Regions from separate parts of the Sus scrofa genome. Here region 2 is linked to region 1. The links are chromatin contacts, called in public HiChIP or PLAC-seq maps. All regions are on one chromosome and are shown on one strand. The core of a region is the stretch at or near the end of the contact, and the rest is flanking DNA. Distances in the headings are between cores, read along the strand shown. Region 1 holds the start of TMEM164 (transmembrane protein 164). Region 2 overlaps TMEM164 (transmembrane protein 164).

What was found. HiChIP or PLAC-seq counts read pairs in DNA pulled down with a chosen protein or histone mark.
Region 2: a contact with region 1 is called in an H3K27ac HiChIP or PLAC-seq map of skeletal muscle, with 4 times the contacts expected there. The contact joins the enhancer-like site here to the promoter of TMEM164 in region 1. A contact is called at or near these places in 1 of 5 promoter capture datasets (liver), 4 of 47 Hi-C or Micro-C datasets (embryonic fibroblasts, fetal skeletal muscle, heart right ventricle and 1 more) and 1 of 2 datasets of contacts at active chromatin or transcription factors (skeletal muscle).

Annotation. Positions count from the first base shown.
Region 1 is chrX:90,103,316-90,108,356 of Sscrofa11.1, reverse strand. It overlaps TMEM164 (transmembrane protein 164), which reads right to left and starts at 3,064. Exons shown (of 6, transcript XM_021080004.1): 1 at 2,944-3,064. The coding sequence starts at 2,991.
Region 2 is chrX:90,231,648-90,236,688 of Sscrofa11.1, reverse strand. All of the region lies in intron 3 of TMEM164 (transmembrane protein 164), which reads right to left. Among named protein-coding and RNA genes, the nearest start is that of MIR652, 68 kb to the right of the region's middle. Within about 2 kb of position 2,293, at least 8 of the 83 cell types and tissues checked have an H3K27ac peak or open chromatin away from gene starts, as enhancers often do. A contact at or near this core is called in skeletal muscle, where this site is marked.

The DNA.
Region 1 (5,041 bases), core at 1,815-4,314:
TATCTCTCTGCACAGGCTGAGTACAGAAAGGCAGTCTCGCTCTTGGTCCTCACCCAGTTTATTTTTATGTATCTGGCAACTTTCCTTTTCAATCTCATTTGTTTTTCTTAGCACTGCTAATGGGAGGTAAAGAAATCCGCTCTCTGGGCACCCCTGGACCATGTCCTGGGGAGATTTCAGTGGGAAGATGGGAGAGGTTTGCAGGAAATAAATACCCTCTCGCCACAGACAGAGAAAAAAGTTGACGGGCCCGCCTGGGGTCTGTTTCAGAGTGCAGTGAGTCGGAGCTTGGCGCTGCTCCCACACCTCAGAACTCAAAGGCAGACCTCACCCTAAGAGCATGAACTCCCCAAGGAAAGAGTCCTTAAGAGAAACCTGTATTTCGCCAAAGTACCACAGTGGAGACTGGGAACCTTCTGTGACCACCTCCAGGAAAGAATGCAACTAGGCCGCTGGGAAATTAACTGTGGCAGAGGGGCCGGCGGAGGGGGGGGTGCCTGGGCCGTGGTCCCTAGATGTGACTGAGAAAGGGCACCTGGCTGGGGCTGGACTTCCTGCTTCTGGAAGGCCAGGGCAGGCCTAGGAGGGGAGGGGCTGCCGGCCTGAGGGCCAGTCTTTCCTTGGGCTCACCTCCACTGGGGGGCTGGTGCAGAGGTGGTAGAAAGCCAGATCTAAAATCCGCACCGAAACAGCCCCTCGTTGGCAAATTATTTTTAAGGCTCCCACTTCCCACACGGATGAGGGGTTCTACACCGCCAAGGGTCCTGAGCACACAACTGACTCTGATGGCTGAGGCTGCCCCGGGGAAAAAGTCAACAGACTCACATGCATCATGGTGACCAGGTGACAGGGGTTGAGCAGGTAGATGACGGTCTTGGTGGCGAACTTAAAGCCCACCTCCACCCCGAAGGTCAGGCACAGGGCTACTAAGAGCAGATTCTTGCTCAGGCTCTCTTTGCCTTCCTCTGGCCGCTGGGTCACCTGCTCTGGCTGGCAGCCACGGCCACCCCTACCGTCCTCCTTCGTCTGCCTCAGGATGTGCCGCAGGGCCACCAGGATCTCCAACAGGGCCAGGGTCAGGACCACCACACTTTCCAGCAGCCGCTGCTGCCAAGAGAGGAAGGCAGCACAGTCGGGGCCCCCATTGCCTGCAAAGCTGGGGTCCACGCCCCCATAGAGCCAGTCCAGGAGACTTTGGTAGCTATACCGGGACATGATGCAAGGTGGTTCCCCGCGACCACCGTGCAGGAAGCAAGAGCGAGATGGAACACAAGCCCGGAGGGTGGCCCTGGAGGTGGGACATGTACGGAGGGCACACCCCCGCACCCGCACCCCCTCTGGACACCGGGGCGCCGAGAGCAGGGGACGGGGAAACTACACGCGAGGCCCGGGGCAAAGTGCTGGCTCTAACTTGTCCCCACGGCTGTCTGGGGAGCCCCCCGCGCTTCTCCAGTGGCCACCAACGAGGCAGGGTGGAAACGAGCCGTTGGCCAATCTAAAAGGAAGGAGAGGAAAAAAAAAAAAGGTCTCAAAGAGGCAATTGCATCGGGAATTACGAAGCGGGGAGGGGTAACTAGCGAGGGAGGAAAAGGGGAACAGGGGCAGTGGCGAAGCAAGCAGGGAGGGGTCAGGGGAAGTCGGAGGCCGGGAGGGTCAGAGCGAGGGCCGAGGGGACCCAGCAGCGCGGCGGGAGCGAACCGGGGGGCGACGGCGAAGGGACACGCGGAGGCCAGGAGGGGAGCTGGCGGGGCAGGGCAGGCGGGGAGGGCGACAGGGCTGGCGGGGGCGCCGGACTCCTCGTCTCACGCACTCGCCACAGGGGATCGCTTACTCCTGCAACCGCGTGGCCGTCTCTGCCCCCAGCGAGCAACTTCGCCGCCGACCGGCCCCTCCGAGCCAATTTAGAGCCGTCCCGGTCCAGCCTCCCGCCCCCGGGTACACCCCCGAGCCCCCAGCTCCACCCCCGGCCCCAGACGCCCGCCCTCCAGGCAGCACCTCCCCCAGCCCGCGGCCCGCCCGGGACCTGCCCCCTCGCGCGGGCAGCGGCGGGAGGAAGCGGGGAGGGAGGGAGGGAAGGCGGGCGGGAGGCCGGGCCAGCCGGGGGCTGGGCTCCGGCCGGCCCGCTCCCTCCGCCCCGGCGCCGCACCTCCCGCGCCTCCCGCCCGGCCCCGGGGACGGGCCGCCGCGCCCCTCGGGGCTCCACTCACCGGCAGCTCGGCCCGCGGCCCCGGCTCGGGCGCCCACTCGGCTCCCCGCGCTCCCCGCGCCCCGGCTCTCGGCTCCCCCGGCGGCCGCAGCGGCCGCCGCACTCGGCTCCTCCTCCCGGTCTTCCTCCCCTGCAGCAGCCGCGCTCGCTTCCTCCTTCTTCCCCTCCCTCTCTCCTCCCCCTCGCCGCCGCCACCGCCTCCCCGCTCCCGTCCGGCTTGGCCCCGGGCCCCCTCGCGCCCTCGAGCCGCGGCCACCCCGCCGCGCCTCCTCCCCCCTCTCCGGCCTCCCCCCCACATTCGCTCCCACCCTTCACACCTCCCACCCTCCCTCTTTTCTCCGCTCCCTCCCCTCCCTCCCCCGGGCTCAGTCCCCGCCTCCTTCCCCTCCTCCCCGGCCTGCCTCGCGTTCTGCACTTGCCGAGCCAGCACGCGTGCACGGCCACCTTCCTGCACCATGGTCTACGGAATTCGCCTCCTCCGCGAAGCCGTTTTGACCGACTCCACCTCCTATGACCCGGTTCCCCAGGACACATCTTTGTACGCCCTGCACCTAGTAGGCGCTTAGCCGGCCCTCGCCAAGTTCTTGGGGAATGGACGAGCCGTTGCTAGTGATGAGCGGCTGGGCAGGCTTGGCTTTGGGAGGTTTGTTGGGTGGGATCTTCTACTCCTCGCCTCTCCTCCGGTCCACTCGGAAAACAGCCGACTTGGGCAGGGCCAGGAAGGCATCTTCTCTCACCTTTCTAGACACAGCCGTACCCTCCACTCCAGTCCTAGGACGAGGCATCTTACTTTGCTAGGCTCTTCCCCTTCCAGCTCTGCTCCGGTGTTTCTCCCTCTAACCTCCGCCTGCCACACCTTCCTGCTCAACCGTACTGGAGCTGAAGGAAAAGAAGCTTCCCCTGACCTCTTTCCCTGCCCCCCTCCCTGCAACGGAGCAGCTGTTTCCCAACCTGCACTTGGCCAAGAGTCCTGCCTCTGAAAGGCCGGCCAGGACAGTGTGGGTGGGGGCCAAGAATTGGATAAGGGCTGCTGATTGAAACAGGGCCCCCCTTCCCTGCTGCCTTTTACCCGTAGACTGTGGTTTACTTTTCTTTGGGCAGGAAACAGGAAAAAGACCTTTATAGAATCGACCTCGTGTTGATTTAATATTTATTGAAGACTCACAAAGAATTAGGAGAATATCCAGAAAAACATGGTTAGGCACCTTGCCTGGGAAACACTTTCTGGTATTGGCTGCAAGCCAGACTCAAAACATAAAATACAGTCTAATGTGTTATCAGGCTATTGTCCTCCCATCCTTTACAAGTGTGGTTTTCCCCACAAGTAGAGCTGCAGAGCCAGGTAGCCTTGTCTAATTCCAAGCTTTGTACAGCATCTACCATAGGCCTGATGCTCTTCAAACGCTAATTAATAAAGAACAAGGACAAACAAGACTGATTCAGCGGCAGAGTCCTGTCGTGGCTCAGCAGAAATGAATTCCGCTAGGAACCATGAGGTTGCGGGTTCGATCCCTGGCCTTGCTCAGTGGATTAAGGATCCTGCATTGCCGAGAGCTGTGGTGTAGGCCGAAGATGCAGCTCGGATCTGGCATGGCTGTGGCGTAGGCCGGCAGCTGTAGCTCCAATTCGACCCCTAGCCTGGGAATCTCCATGTGCCATGGATGCAGCCCTAAAAAAAAAAAAAAAAAAAAAAAAATTGGTTTAGCAGCTCACTCCACTGAATTCATTTTTCATAGGTGTTTTGTTAAATCCTCTGCAGCGTAACATTAAGGATAATAAAGCTGTGGAGCTCCTGGCATTGACTGCAGCCTGAGATCTTAGGTTCCTCTCTTCAAGGAAGGAGCAATGAGGTTATAACTCAGTAAAAGGCTTCCTTACCGCTGAACTTCCCTTGGGATTTTGGCCTGGAGGGTCCTGTGTTTGCAAAATGACCCTCTTTAGTAACTGGAGCCAGGCCAACTTCCTCACCTGAGGCACAAAATCCTCTCTTCCAAAAGTAGAATAAGCCAAGTGTTGAACCACCCAGGATTCAATTCCTCTTACTTCCCAGTTGGGCAACTGACCTCTTTGGGGCCTCAGTTTCCATCTATCAGCTGAAGGGTCGTCAGTTATCTAGTATCTGATTCCTAGGATTATGCACATTTAAATGAGTTGAATTAGGTAGCACACTCTGCAGTGTCTGGTGCATAAAAAGTGCTCAATAAATGCTCCCCGTTCTCCTCATCCAGTTCCACATCGGTGCAGGCAAGCCCGCACACGTGCAAACACTCTCACATTCAGTGCCTTCCCCCACATCTGCATAAACAAGCCTACCCAGGCTTCGGAGCCCACGTGAAATTGCACTCTCCGCAACCCCCACCCCCAGCTCCCAAGAGCTCTCTCCCTCCTCTGAACCTCAACAGCCGTTATTGCCTGCACTACTCATTTTATTCTGAATCACATACTGCCTTCCATTGTTCTCTCATTGTTAGTTCTGTCTCCCACACTCAGATCTTTGACAGCAGGGACGGGTCTTCATCTTTTCTAAACCCCATCTCGGCACCTAGCAGAGTGGCAAACAATAAGGCACTCAGCAGAGACTAGGGGAATGTTGTCCCTCCCCATAGGTAAAAGGCAAATAAAAACTGAGCTGAAATGGTGGGTCGGATTTTGGAAACTCAAAAAAAGCTTCAGGCAGAGGTCCTGATCATTTCCTTGCTGGGACACAGGCCAAAGGCGTCTTGTCTCCAAACAGTAACAAGAGCAAACGAACTCGGCTTTTTTTAAGTAGAAGCTTGAAGGGCAGTGAAAAGGGAACGTGGACAGTGGGGAAAGTCACCTCTGGGGAAAGGCATT
Region 2 (5,041 bases), core at 1,044-3,543, 130 kb before region 1:
AAGTTGTAAACCTATTTCACAGCACATACATGCCTATGGATATAGCCAAGAGATTAAAAAAAAAAAAATGTCCAGGAATTCCTGTTGTGGTACAGCGGAAACAAATCCAACTAGCATCCATGAGGATGTGGGTTCGATCCCTGGCCTCGCTCGGTGGGTTAAGGATCAGGTATTGCCATGAGCTATGGTGTAGGTCGCAGACGTGGCTCAAATCTGGCATTGCTGTGGCTGTGGCTGTGGCCGGCAGCTACAGCTCCGATTAGAACCCTGGCCTGGAAACCTCAATATGCCTTGGGTGCAGCCCTAGAAAAGGCAAAAAAAAAAAAAATTTACATGAAAAGTTATAGATAAATGTTCATAGCAGCATCATTTACAACAAGACAAAGTAGAAACCAAATGACTATCAACAGATGAATGGATAAATAAATACATATGTCCCTATTAATTATTATTAGCCAATAAAAAGAAAAGGAATATTAATAGGAGCTACGACATGGCTGAATCTTCAAAACACTATGCTAAGTGAAAGAAGATAGACACAAAAGGACAAATATTTTATGATTCTATTAATACGAAATGTCCAGAACAGGCCAATCTCTAGAGATAAATATTAGATCAATTGTTACTTTGGGCAGGGAAGGGAAGGGGGTGGAAGGGAGGCTGTAAGGGGACAGAGAGATGATAGTCAAACAGTACGGTTTCCTTTTGGGGTTAATAAAAATGTTCTCAAATTTAATTGCGGTGATGGTTGTACAACTCTATGAATATACTAAAAAACATTAAATTCTACACTTTAAATGTGTGAATTTTATGTTATATGAATTATATCTCAGTAAAACTATGATCAAAAAAATGTCATAAGATCCTTACATTACTTAAGAAAAAAGATACTGATTGACTCTAGATCTGGGTAGGTATTTACGTCAACTCTGGTAGAATAACAACAACAACAAAAAAAAAAAACAGTAACTGAAATAGTGTGTATAATGTCTAAACCAGTAAAGGGAAAGTAGAACAATAAGGAAATATCCAATAAATCCCCCAAAAAGGCTAGACTGAAGGACAAAAAAATGTTCCAACCGGGAGTTTACAACAGACCAAGTGACACCCAGCAGTCACACAGTCACATCTATGCTAAGAAGCAGGCTCTTCTGTGTGGGACGAGTGGAGGCTCACACCCTGCCCAATGCCCCTCATGAACAGGGTCCCTGGAGAAACAAACTCCTCATGCAAGGCCTGGGCCCACCAAGCAAATACCACCTTGGGATGGGACACGTCCCTTTGGTCACCAGGGATCAAAAGCATTCCTCCAATTAGTTGAGGCCTATGGGTCTTAGGTTCTGAAGGAAAATGAGTAATTCTGTGCTGAGAAGTCATCTGAATTTTGACACACAAGCTGGTTTGAATGAAGAGTGTACTGGTGGAGTTCCCGTTGTGGCCCAGGGGTAATGAAACCAACCAGTATCCATGAGGATGTGGGTTTGATACCTGGCCTCGCTCAGTGGGTTAAAGATCCGGCGTTGCCATGAGCTGAGGCGTAGGTCACAAATGCAGCTTGGATCCTGTGTTGCTGTGGCTGTGGTACAGGCCTGCAGCTCCACCTCCAGTTCTACCCCTCTCCTGGGACCCTGCATATGCTGCAGGTGCAGCCCTAAAAAGACCAAAAAAAAAAAAGTATACTGGGTTTTTAGGAATGTACTTTTAGCACATCAATGGATGACGGGCTCACACAGGGCTGAGTCCAGAAATGCCTGGCTGCTTTCCTAAGAGGCATGAGTGCACCCAGCATAAGCCATCATAGACAGGGTCCCTGGATTCTCTCTCTAGGGCAGCCTGCTGTCACAGGACAGGTATTTGATTTGTGCTGTGGGTATTCCACGTATTGGAGCCGATTGATGGGAACGCTGTCTATCCCCTGACCAGAGAAGGCTCCCCCACATTCTGGCTGGAGCGTGGAGAGCCTTGCTCTCCTGCTACCCTGGTCTCCCTGTTCCTTTTTCCCTGCTGGCACTGGTACCATAGGGAAGGGGAAGTAAAATTTAAACACCTCTGGAAGGACTGTTCTTGCCTAAGGGCCTACTCAAGTTAAAGGAAAAAGAATCCCTTGATTCCACCTTGGAAGTGAGTTTAATCTTTAACCACACTAAAACACCCTGCCAGGATAAAGTTCCAGATGGCATTTTCTCATGGACAGCTCTGTCCCTGCATCGGCCAGCAGCAACCCTCACCAGCCCCTGCTCCATAGGGCAAGTCGCCATCCTTTTGCTCAAAGCTGGAAAGAGAACAGGGCCCTTCCCTTTGGCCCAAGTTGCAGCTGATCTCTGGCCCAGTTTGGAGACTGGGAAATAGCAGTTACCTACCGTGAATGTGGTCTGAGGCCCAAATGGGAGGGGCCCCATTCTTTCAACACTGTCTAGATCACCTACAAATCGGCCTTCTTTCTCATCAGTCACGTCTTGAATACCCACTTTCTCGAGAACCTTGTGTCCTCACATTCTTCACACACACACCCCCCTAAAGCCTTCCTCATCAATTCCTGTTTCCATTGGTTGTGTTTCAATGTGCCTTGAGAAAGTGGAACTGGAGAGCAGTAGTTAACATCTACTTGGAAATGCATTCTGGAAATCAGAAAGCCATGGATCAACCTCATTCTCAGCTGAAGATGTCCTGATGGCTCCTGGAGCCAAGAGTCTATACCTGTCACAGAGCAGGAGCTGCTGTGAGTCCTGAGTTGAAGGTTCCTCCTGTTCTAAGACTCACTGCCCGTGGTGCTGTTGGGGTGGGGGTGGGGGGCTCTGGATCAGCAGGGTGGGGGGAGCAGCATTCCCTCTACCCTTCTGTCAGCCCAACCAGGCAGCCTATGAGTCAGATCAGAAGCAGGGAAGGACCAGGCAGCTTCTGAAAAATTCACCATCTTCTCTTCCTCTTCATTCACCCTCCAAACAGCCATCTCTAAGTGGCTGTCATCTTAGAAAAACAAACTCCTTGGCCTATATGGACATGTTCCCTTTCTTTAGAACACCACCCCTGACCCCACCCCCATCCCCACCTATTTCAGGCGAACATAATTTACAATTCCCAGAAATGCCTGAGGAGCAGTGCACACGCTTCTGGTGCCAAGCCTGACCGGTTTTACAGATTTTCATTTAGCAGGTGTCTGTTGCTAAATCAGTAGCAGCTGCTAATTGCTTTTCCTTCCTCGAAAATTCAGACAGAATAAAACATCTGGTGTTCTCTCACTTTGGGTTAAAATCAGATTCCTTATCATTCCCCCTTTGGGTTCAATTTTTATTAAAAAGCTGTCAGCCGATGGCTGGAACAGGCAGCAGAGAGCAAGGCCGCCCCAGAGGCAGGGGGACGATTCGAATGGCAACCCAGGAGGAGGAGGCTGCGTCTGGTTGCCAGACCTCAAATGCAGACGCAGGGCTGCTCAGGCACCAGTCCCCACAAGGTGGAGCTTTAAGCCCATGACTGCCTAAGTTACTTGGGGCTTTCCTTTCTTCTTTTTTTTTTTTTTCTTTTTTTTTCAGGGCCACACCCATGGCAAATGGAGATTCTCAGGCTAGGGGTCAAATCGGAGCTACAGCTGTCAGCCACAGCAACATCAGATTCGAGCCATGTGTGCGACCTACACCACAGCTCATGGCAACACGGGATCCTTAACCCACTGAGCAGGGTCAGGAATCGAACCTGGATCCTCATGGATGCTAGTCAGTTTCATTTCCATTGAGCCGCGATGGGAACGCCAGGGCTTCCTTTCTGGAGCAAAGACTCTAGGGATCTCGGCCCCTTCTTGCTGGCAGTGCCCCTCCCTTCCCTGAATCTGTTACAGACACAGCAACTCACATTCCAGCTCCTCTCCACTCTTCCAGGGGAGGAGGGCAGCAGTTCAGTATGCACGTGCTTTTACCGCCATGAACGGGCATCTCAGGGGAAATAACTATACACACTGGGGGAAAATGATGAGGACCCTATCATTTCTAGCTCCAATTCACACCAATGATCTCTTGTGGCTTTTCCGGGCTACCTTTGGGTTTGGGGTGGGGGGTTCCCTCCAAAAAATCTGTTGGATGGTCTCCAAATCTGCTTCCTGACTCTAAGCCAAAAGCATCCATAAAGGTACCTTAATAGCAACTCAAATTATTTTATATTGTTAATAAATAATAATCTTCACTAATCTTTACTGAGCACTTACTACTCTGCATCAGGCATTGTGGTGAGCACTTTACACGCATTACCTTATGGAAGATTTTGAAATTATTATGATTGTCTTCATTTTACAATATGAAACAGGCTCAGAGAAGGGCTCTTGGTTTTGCGGAAGCTGTGATCTGGCAGGATTAGAAACCTGTGCTCTGCTGACTGGGTATTTGATGATATTAAGGAATTATTGATAACATTATAGATACGACAATGACATTGAGATTCCATACATACATAAATACAGAGAGACACGTCCTTATATTTTGAAGATGTATAATGAAATATCTACAGTTAAAATTACATAAAATTTCCTTCAAAATCATCCAGGTTGTGGGGGGGGTAGTAAGAGGAGAGTGAGGTATACTGACTTTATGAACATTGGGCGGAGTTGATAAATGTTGCAAGTGGGTAATAGATGCACTCAGTTTTCCACTTTCACATATTTTTCAATTTTCTACAATACAAAATTATACACATACTATCTATCTACTTCATTTTACAACCTCCTAACTTCGGCAAGGTTTTCCCTGCCACAAACTTCATCGCTAGGTCGGCTCCTACCATCACTTTCCTCAACTGGTACCCATGCAGTACTGGGACTCAGAAAGGATCACCCCTTCCCCTTGGACTTACTAAACCCTCAGGTTGTCTTACGGTCTCAAGTCACTTTGGTGCGTGTGACATAAGGGAGGGCTAGGAGGACAGGTGATGAGGTAAGAGGAGGGCATCATGAGGCAACAGAAAACTGCATTCAGGAGTTCCCATCGTGGTGCAGCGGAAACAAATCGACTAGAAGCCATGAGGTTGTGGGTTCGGTCCCTGGCCTTGCTCAGTGGGT